Linked DNA regions of Drosophila melanogaster: region 1 is linked to region 2. A link is a contact called in public Hi-C data. All regions are on one chromosome and are shown on one strand. The core of a region is the stretch at or near the end of the contact, and the rest is flanking DNA. Distances in the headings are between cores, read along the strand shown.

What was found. A called contact is a pair of places that touch in the nucleus more often than the background predicts.
Region 1: a contact with region 2 is called in a Hi-C map of the Kc167 cell line, with 7 times the contacts expected there. The contact joins the promoter of fs(1)Yb here to the promoter of tko in region 2. A contact is called at or near these places in 14 of 107 Hi-C or Micro-C datasets (the D17-c3 cell line, the Kc167 cell line, the OSC cell line and 5 more) and 1 of 6 datasets of contacts at active chromatin or transcription factors (the Kc167 cell line).

What each region holds. Positions count from the first base shown.
Region 1 is chrX:2,719,007-2,723,579 of dm6, reverse strand. It overlaps fs(1)Yb (female sterile (1) Yb), which reads right to left and starts at 3,112. Exons shown (of 4, transcript NM_058146.4): 1 at 2,731-3,112; 2 at 455-2,671; 3 at 81-392; 4 at 1-12. The coding sequence starts at 3,012. CG2701 reads left to right here and starts at 3,253. Exons shown (of 5, transcript NM_130669.4): 1 at 3,253-3,521; 2 at 3,593-3,753; 3 at 3,813-4,415; 4 at 4,489-4,573. The coding sequence starts at 3,405.
Region 2 is chrX:2,441,762-2,445,882 of dm6, reverse strand. tko (technical knockout) reads left to right here and starts at 1,907. Exons shown (of 2, transcript NM_080311.3): 1 at 1,907-2,149; 2 at 3,151-3,570. The coding sequence starts at 2,098. The coding sequence ends at 3,521. It overlaps boi (brother of ihog), which reads left to right. Exons shown (of 9, transcript NM_166940.3): 9 at 290-1,716. The coding sequence ends at 832.

The sequences.
Region 1 (4,573 bases), core at 1,863-4,362, 280 kb before region 2:
TCTGGGTGAATCCTGTGACAGAGAACAACAGTTTGCAGTGAATCCATACTACTATCATCTATCATCATGTATGGCCATACCTTGAAGATCTTATCGCAGCTGTACAGCTGGCTGGTTTTGTAGGAAAAACATTCGGTGGACGTGTCCAACAGTTGCACCAACACCATGACATTGCTTTCCACACTGACAATGTGCACCCGCTCGTAGCGGTTGATGTTCTTGACCACCGCCATCTCGCCGGGCACGGGATTGGGATGCATGTGCCGGTTCGCCTCCAGTTCGTAGTGGCGCTGCACTCGCTCGCCCAGATCGCTCATCGGAAAGTTGAGGAAGCGGATCGCTGTGGGAAACTGGTCGCTCAAGCGCACAGCCAACGCAGCTGGGCTGTAGCACTAGAAAATGGAAAAGGATTTAGTGGTGAAGCCTTGTTAGCGATCATATCGAGAGTACTTACAACTAGAACCAAGAACCGAATCAATCCATTTTTGGGATAGTGATCTGGCGGCAGCACCTCGTCCCGCCACATCACATGGCGATACATGCACTTGTGCCTCAGGCAATCCCCGAAAGCGGCCATTTGGTGGCAGAGACTTCTGCTTGTCGGTTGCTCTTCCAGGCGTCGCTGCGAAAGGATTCCCAGCAAATGGCCGGGCCTGGGCAGCTTGTGCTTCATGTAAAAGTCGCACAGCTTCCAGATGTTCTCCAAATCAGTGGGCTTGGCAAAGACCACGGACTGGCCGACTGGGCGCGTCGTTGGCGATTTGAGGTTTGCGTAGAACAGGCTGAAGCGGTTCTTGAAGCGCGCCCACATGCTGGCAAAGCTGTAGTGGATGAGCAGCGGGATCTTTCCGCATTTCAGTCTCGGCACCACATCATCCGTGACCAGCAGCAGGCCACTCGGGGACTGGCGTAGCCACTCGGCGACATTGGAGTAGCACGCCTCCGATACGCAGATATGTGCATTCACCCCAATCGCTTGCAGACTACGGCGGAGTAGGAGTACCTCTGTCGAGTTGGAGCAGACCATAACGGCGGGCTCATTGGCAAAGTTCCTGCGCTCAGCGATCAGCGCCTTCAAATGCTCGATCTTCTCCGGCTCATCCGCCACGACTCTCACGTCCAGCTGGACGCCGCCATAGACACTCGCCTCCAAGGCGTCGTCGAAGAGAACGAGGACGTCGGGCATCAGAGGCAGAATGTGCTGCACCATTAGATCGGTGTGCCAAATGCGGCCGGAGACGAGCAGTTGGCACTTATTTTGGGTGAGCTGGAACATTTCGGGCAATCGTTGCAGCAGCTTCATCGTGTCGTTTGGCAGGACACGAACCATGTCGTTCAGGTTATCCAAGGCTATGCACTTCACCGCCTGGGCATCGAAAATGCTCCCGACCGGGTTATGGTTCAGCAGTTGGAGCAACAAGTCCACGCTGGTTAGCAGGATTCCAACGGGCTTTTTGAGCCGGCGAACGATGTCCACCAATTGGGTCTTGTCCCAGTGGGTAACGACATCCTCAAACCCCGACGCACTGCCCAGCAAACAGAGCAACGTGCTCATCCAGCGTTCGATCTGTTTGCCCTGCCCCTGGTTGGGACACACAAAGATGCAGGTAGGTCCACGGCCAACATCTGGCCGTCGCTGCAGATCCTCGTGGCTGCGCTGGCACACGGTGGGCAGGTAGGACCACGTCTTCCCGATCTGTAAGTTGCCCACAACTAAAACGGATTTACCCAACGAGACATGTGGCCAGGCGAATCTCTGGACCGCCCGCGCTCGCGACCTAGCCACACCCATCTGCTGCATGGCCCGCCTGATGATGGTGCTTATGTCCGGCGCTTCGGTCAAACCGTAGCACGGCACGACCGCGTGGCGACTCCAGCCGAGAACGCCATAGTTGTTGTAAGTTATTCCCCCTGCAGAAAAGGGAACCACTGCTAGAGAGGCAGGTGAATCCTTCACAGTTCGAATGGAATCCAGCGAAGTGGTGTCGATCTGATGTCGATAATCAGAAGCGGAGGCACTGGACACCGGTTCTTCAATGCTAACAGAGGGAGGAGGCGGCAAGTTCATGTTTTTGAATACGTTTTGCACCTTAAACGACTTTACGAGCTCTTGAAACTCGGCGTCCAAAGACTTCGTTGGATTTTCAGTAACGAAAGGAGAGTAGACAGGAGCATTGAACTTAGCAGCAGCTGGAGAGGATTCGTCCACTGCCGCCGAATCAGTGCTGCCCAACTCAAAAGAAGCCAGGAGCTTTACTGTAGCATCCTCCACGCTTAAATTTATCTCTTGCTCCTTATTGTCGTTTGGGATTGTCGCTGGAGTTGCAGCACTTAGCAGGACATCCGCCTCCGCCTTGTAATCCTCCGATGATGTCGGCGGCGTATTCTCCTTTATTTCATAAAGCTGCATGGAATTTAGGGCATCTACTTTGAGTGGCATTCTTTGCTGGACGATCTCCGGTTCGGTCTCTCCCTTGCCTTCTTTTTCATTCTCTTCGTCGCACGGAGTTATGACCAACATCTCGGCGTTTCTCGCCGATATGCTCAGCCACTTCAAACGCTCCTCGAACTTGTTCAGTTCCGGCAGCGTTGTGTGGATCACCAGGTTCGCCTCGACTACTCCAAGATGCTCGAGCATGCCATCGCAGAGAATTAGAGCTTGGTTGATGTACTGGAAAGAGGATAAATAACCTCCGCTGATGTAATGTTAGTGATCCGATTCAAACTCACCCCCTTGGACCAGAGGAGCAGCACTTGACCGACCATTGCCCCATGCGGGGGCAGGAGAATAGTGTTGACATCCCGCTCGGCGAGCTCAAATTTCAGACGCTCGGCCTCGAAATTCTGCTGACATATCAGAATAGTTTTTTCTGTGTTCGCCTCCCTTTTCCGCAGGGTGTGCGCGAGAAAGTCGAGGGAGGCTGCTCCGGATTTCGGACTGGCGTACGTGAAGGTGGTTCCCCCGGACACCACCTTGAAGCTGGGCACTTGCAGATCTCCAATTGGCTCCATGCTGCGCCTAATATATGTACGGCTAGCAAGGTCACGTGCAGCGCTTTGCCAAGTAAATAAACAAATCGCGTACTAATGGCTTTTTTATCGCCTTCCACTTGAGCAGAGAGAAACTCCTTTTGGTTTGAAAATTTTAAACCAACTGAATTCTTTCGACACTTAAGCTTCAAGTTCGATTACTACTCAATATCGATAATCATCGAACCACTCTGATCGTCTGGCAACTCTTGTTCACGCACCTTATGACATTACAAGCTGAGCCTGCGTGCGCCACCTTATCAATGTGCTGCCACCTTGCATCGCACGAAATTCGCTAGTTTTATTGAATTTTGTTATTGAAGAAATACCCTAGCAACAATTCGAGAGTGTTGCCAGCCAAAGGGGGGGCCGACATGCTGGACAACGACACCAGCAACAACAACAACTGCAACCCACAGAATCTGCCACTGGACGAACTCAAGTTTGCACTTTCCGGCAAGGATGGGGTGCGCAGGAACGTTCCGGCGCTGGTAAGTGGACATGTTGGTGCACCTCCGGCGAGATAGTACTATGCATATGTGTTTTTTTTTTTTGTGGACAGGACGAGCACTGGGTGCAGCGCGAGAAGCCCTTTGCCAGCTATTTGTGCATGTTGAGCTCCTATGGACGCCTAAAATCCGGAGCTGCACTGGAGGAATGGACCTTCGCGGCGAACAATTTCCGTGGGGACATGGAGTTCCTGCTGAGCCTGACGCAGCACGAGTAAGCTACATCGTGTTGCGCTCAGTATACCGAAGACATTAACACTTGATCCCCGCCAGATTCTGGTCCTACATGGTGTACGATGAATCGGCCATGGCGGCCGTTGTCACATTCCTGCAGCGCGCTAATCCCTACTACAGACAGACAGATGTCAGCCGGGACAAGGAGTTGGACCAGGCCCATCTGCTGTACGGACAGCTGCTCGATCTCGTCGTGCGTCTGATAATGCGACTGTGCACCGGTAAGGAATCGGACTCGGAGTGGATTAGCCCGAAGCAACACGGCAGCCTGCTGTACAGCAACTACCTGATCTCTGTGCCACTGCTCTTTGATCTGCTCATCGCTGTTGGCGATGCGGAGCCGGAGAACGTGGAACTGTTGCGCCAGATCTTCGACAAGGTGCTGGAAGTGCAGCCGGAGTACCAAAAGGATCTGAAGGAGGCGCTGATCTTCTACGAGAGCGCTTTCCTCAGCATGCAGATCCAGGTGGAGAACGAGGGCTGCGAAGGTGCTGGCGGCGGGGCGTCTCTGGACGTCGACTTGGAGACGCCCTACGACGATGTGGTGCTCTTCGCCATGGACTGCGCATACACGCTGCGCCTGCTGCTGCTCCTCTGTCCCCAGCTATTGGAAACCATCGAACAGCTGCGTTTGGCCCCAAGGTTATTATCATCATCATCATCATCAGCATCCGTGGTCTGTGTGATTCTATTGCCTTCCCTTTCGTATTCGCAGCATTGCCAATTTCTATGACATGACTGTGCCCATGTTGTACAAGAACATCTACTTGGTGAACCCGGGTGCGAGTTCGCTGCGCTGG
Region 2 (4,121 bases), core at 658-3,157:
ACCAGCAAACGGCGCTGGCCAAGTAAGCCTGCAATTGAGATCGAAAACAATAGCACACGGGCGCATACCAACCGATACAAACAAACACTGTATACCAATTTTGACAACATCATCTTGCTGACAGTCTGTGCATACAACTCCCATGTGCTATTGCTTTTCCGCCTCCGCAATCAGGATAAGCCAACCCCCAGCCGATATTGTTTTGTCAACATTGTCATTCATTCACTCATGAAATAACGATTCGCCTAGTGCCCTATCCTGCTAATTTATGTCTCCTAATGTTCCACAGAACAACTCTGGACTGCATCAGAATGGCCTTCACCACGCACAGCCGTACCATCCGCCTGGCACGCCCACTCTGATGCACAAGCGACTGGACTACCACCAGCAGCCGCCGCCGGTGCCTCCGCACTCGGCCTATTACCAACAGGCACCCACGCACCAGCCGTCGCCGATGATGGAGCGCAGTGTCAGGGGTCACCAGCAGCCCGGGGGCTTTCATATGGAGGAGGGCACACCCACGCCGACCAGGATACCATCCCTGCGGCGACAGCGACGCACCTCGGGCAACCAGCAGGTGCACAACAGCCACAGCAATCTCAATATTGGCCTGAGCCACCACAACAACAACAACAACAACCTGCCGCCGCACCACCAGCATCTGCACCACCACCCCGGCCATCCGGGTGGCCTGGTGGGCATACCCATCGTGCCAGGGAGCCCTAGGGTCCAGAGATCGCCGATGCCGAGCAGGGCGATGATCAAGAGGACGCGCCTGGGCAGCCACACGGACAACATATCGTCGGGCAGTCTGAACAGTATTGAGGTGTGATGGCTCGCAGAGGAGGCAACTAACTAGTGGACTAGTGGGCGGAGCAGCACAACGAGGAGAAATATACCTAAGCGGCAAGCGAAAGTGGTTCCCCAAAAACAGACAGTTTCAAGTAGACTTAAGGATCCGAAACTAGATGTGTATTATTGAGATAATCGTAGGACAGGTCGGCAGAGCAGCTCGAAACCCTCGAATATTAGCTTTAAGGCACCCGGTACTGTTTAGTTTTCCAAAAAACCAATTAATTTGGCCAATCATTAAGCTTAGAACTAGGGAATTTGCCATTAACAGAAGTTTCTGTCGTTTCAAATGCTCGAGTAACTTTGTGCTAAAACACTAGTAATCAAGTTTTGTTTTCATTTTGAGCTCATTAAAATGTATTTCGAGCAGAACGTTTAATTAAAAGAAAAAAACAGCTAAGCAGCTAAGTCGTTAAACGTTAATGCTGCTTCGTTTTGTTTTAGTTAAATATTGAATTTGAAAATATACAAACTTTAGTATAAGGAATTGGTAATGTAAGACTTTTTTCGTTGCTGCCGGCCAGATAGTCAGTAGAATTACTAATGTTAAGTTTTTTTTTTTATTATTGATAGAACTATTTCGGGGGCCAAATTTTATCTCGAATAAGCCCTGTAGCATAGCGTTATTTATTTATTGCAGTGTAAACGTCAGGCGTCAGCAACTCAAATTGATTAGTTCAATTAACAAGCAACCTAATGTACGTTTAAGTCAAACCAACTATATAGCATTAAGTTAATACATTTCTAGATGTGACTAATACACAAAACCCAAGAGAGAAGCATCCTAAACTCGATTTAAGCTCATAGGCGGCAGTTTTAAACGAATATGCGAGTCCTGAAATTAAAAAGTGAATCTTTAAACATATTTTTTAACGTATTTTTGTTTTAATGATGGGAAATTTAAGTGCTGTCATTCAAAATACTGGGATTTTCATATTCTTAAATACCATTTTTAAAAATCCCGCCTTCATCTGGCAACTCTCACTGGCGGATGCACCCACCATGTTTTAGCGAGTGCACCTACCATACGTGACTGCCATGCGTGACTATCGACACCTGTGCCAGCTCTAGGACAGCAACAGCTGATTGTCACATTAGAATTGAATTGGAATTAGATTATTAAATATTTTAGCGCTTTTATAACACAAAAGGCCGACTAAATAGCTTCCGAGCAAGCGCCACCAATCCGAGCGACGGCTGGTACTACAAACTGAACAAAAAACTACTGAACAAAACTCCAAGAGCATGAATTTTCTGCGGCAATCCTTTGGCATTACGAAACAGTTGGCTTCGCAGGGTAAGCTTAACTAAACCAAGTTAAATACCTTAAAAATCGAATATTTTAATTGATTTGGTGGCCATTAGCTGCTCCTAAGCAGGAACTGGCCCTCAGGAGTCCGTGACTTGGCGCATTTAGCCACCCTTCCGCTGCGAAGCGAAAACCAAATAAACCGGGAGCGCATAAGTGTTTGTTTTCCCCCCGACTTTCGTGCATTTCCCCCAGGTTTTACCAACTCTTTTTGAGTTGGCCGCGCGTGGCGGCCGCACTTTTCGCCTGCGAATATTTTCATTGCCAGTTTCACATGCACATCAACATGCACATTCCGCAGCTCCCCCGCTTTAGATTGGAAAAATAATTGAAAACCTGTCACCCCGAAAAAGAAGGAAAAGCGCGGAAACAATGGAAATGTTCAACCGCAAAAAAAAGGTCGCAGTTTAGGAGACAATAGGTGCCGGATTTGTTTGTCCGGCAATCCTGCATATGGAAATTATTACCTGCCGCTTGTGTTGTGTGTGGCATTTGGCATATTTATAATTGAAAACGCTGCTACGTCGCTTTGTTTCTGGCCAAAAAGGCTTGACAGGATTCGGAGCGAGTACTTCCATGCTTGCGCGTCATTTGGCCGCAATTATTGTCGCCAGCCGCCAACTCCGTTCCACAATTCTCGATTTCCACAGAGATTAGCCGTATGACAAAGGAGCCAGCACAGAACCAGCGGGCATTGTCAATCACTGACCAACTGTCCGTGGAAGTGACCCTTTTGTCCGCATTTCGAAGCCGGTACAGTCGTGCTTTATTGATTTCGAGCGATCTCTTTCGCTCCCATCATTGCATTCTCAATCGAGTCGATCGATGGCCGAACCCTTGTGTGTTTATAGTCTAGCCACTTTCTCATAATCAACTAGGAGTGTTACCTCTAAAAATGATCATGATTGCAATCTCAAACTTGGAGCAGTTAATTTTGTTGTACTGGTTTTCTTTAAGCGACATATCTAACTCTTTCACTTCTTTGCCAGCCATCCAGTGCAGCTATGAGACCGCCGTCCGTGGAATGGCATCGCTGCAGCAGATGCACCGCAGCGGACCGCACATAAAGACGCGTCCGCCGCGCCAGCCGCTGGATGGAAAGCCCTTCGCCAAGGGCGTTGTCCTGAAGACGCTGATAAAGAAGCCCAAGAAGCCGAACTCGGCCAATCGAAAGTGCGTGCTGGTGCGCCTCTCCACCGGCAAGGAGATGGTGGCCTACATCCCCGGCATCGGGCACAACCTGCAAGAGCACAACATTGTACTGTGCCGCGTGGGGCGTCTGCAGGACGTGCCCGGCGTTAAGCTGAAGGCTGTGCGCGGAGTCTACGACTTGGCGCACGTCGTCAAGAAGAGCCAATAGTTAATAACCACTTCCTAATCACGTTGTTCAAATGCATTGCTTCACAATCAACAGACGGATGCGTCGTTCTTATTATTGTTTGTTTTTTATGGAAAATTATGCAGCTCAGCCGGCTTAAGAGGTAAGTGAGTGAGTAGTGACAAGTGAACGGGCTCAGTCAGGATCTCCTTTCGGTTGGCTGCATTCTCGTAATCTTAAGTCAATAGGCTGTCGCATCATCTTTACCTAAGAATAGCCGGGTCTCTCAGGGGAAAATGGTCTTAAACGGCATTTTACGCTTTAGCTGGCAAATCCTTTTGCATGAATCCTGTTTGCTTTTTAACAGAATTGCAAATTTTCTGCCAAATAATCGTTAGCTGAAATGGGCGGCACTCCAATACGCCCACTCTTCACAGCTACGAAGTTCAATGGAAAATCGATGTAGTAGTTGGTCCTTTTTGGGAATCCTGCTGGGTGACTGCCGAAAATTAGCTAAGAAAATTGAGTTCTTGCACAAGGGGAAGTATCTTCTTTAAAGAACTGGGACTTAAATACGTATTGATCAGTTCTGATCACAAGTGCGATTGCAAATCACGAGCTTGGTTTGTTTGGTTTTTTTCG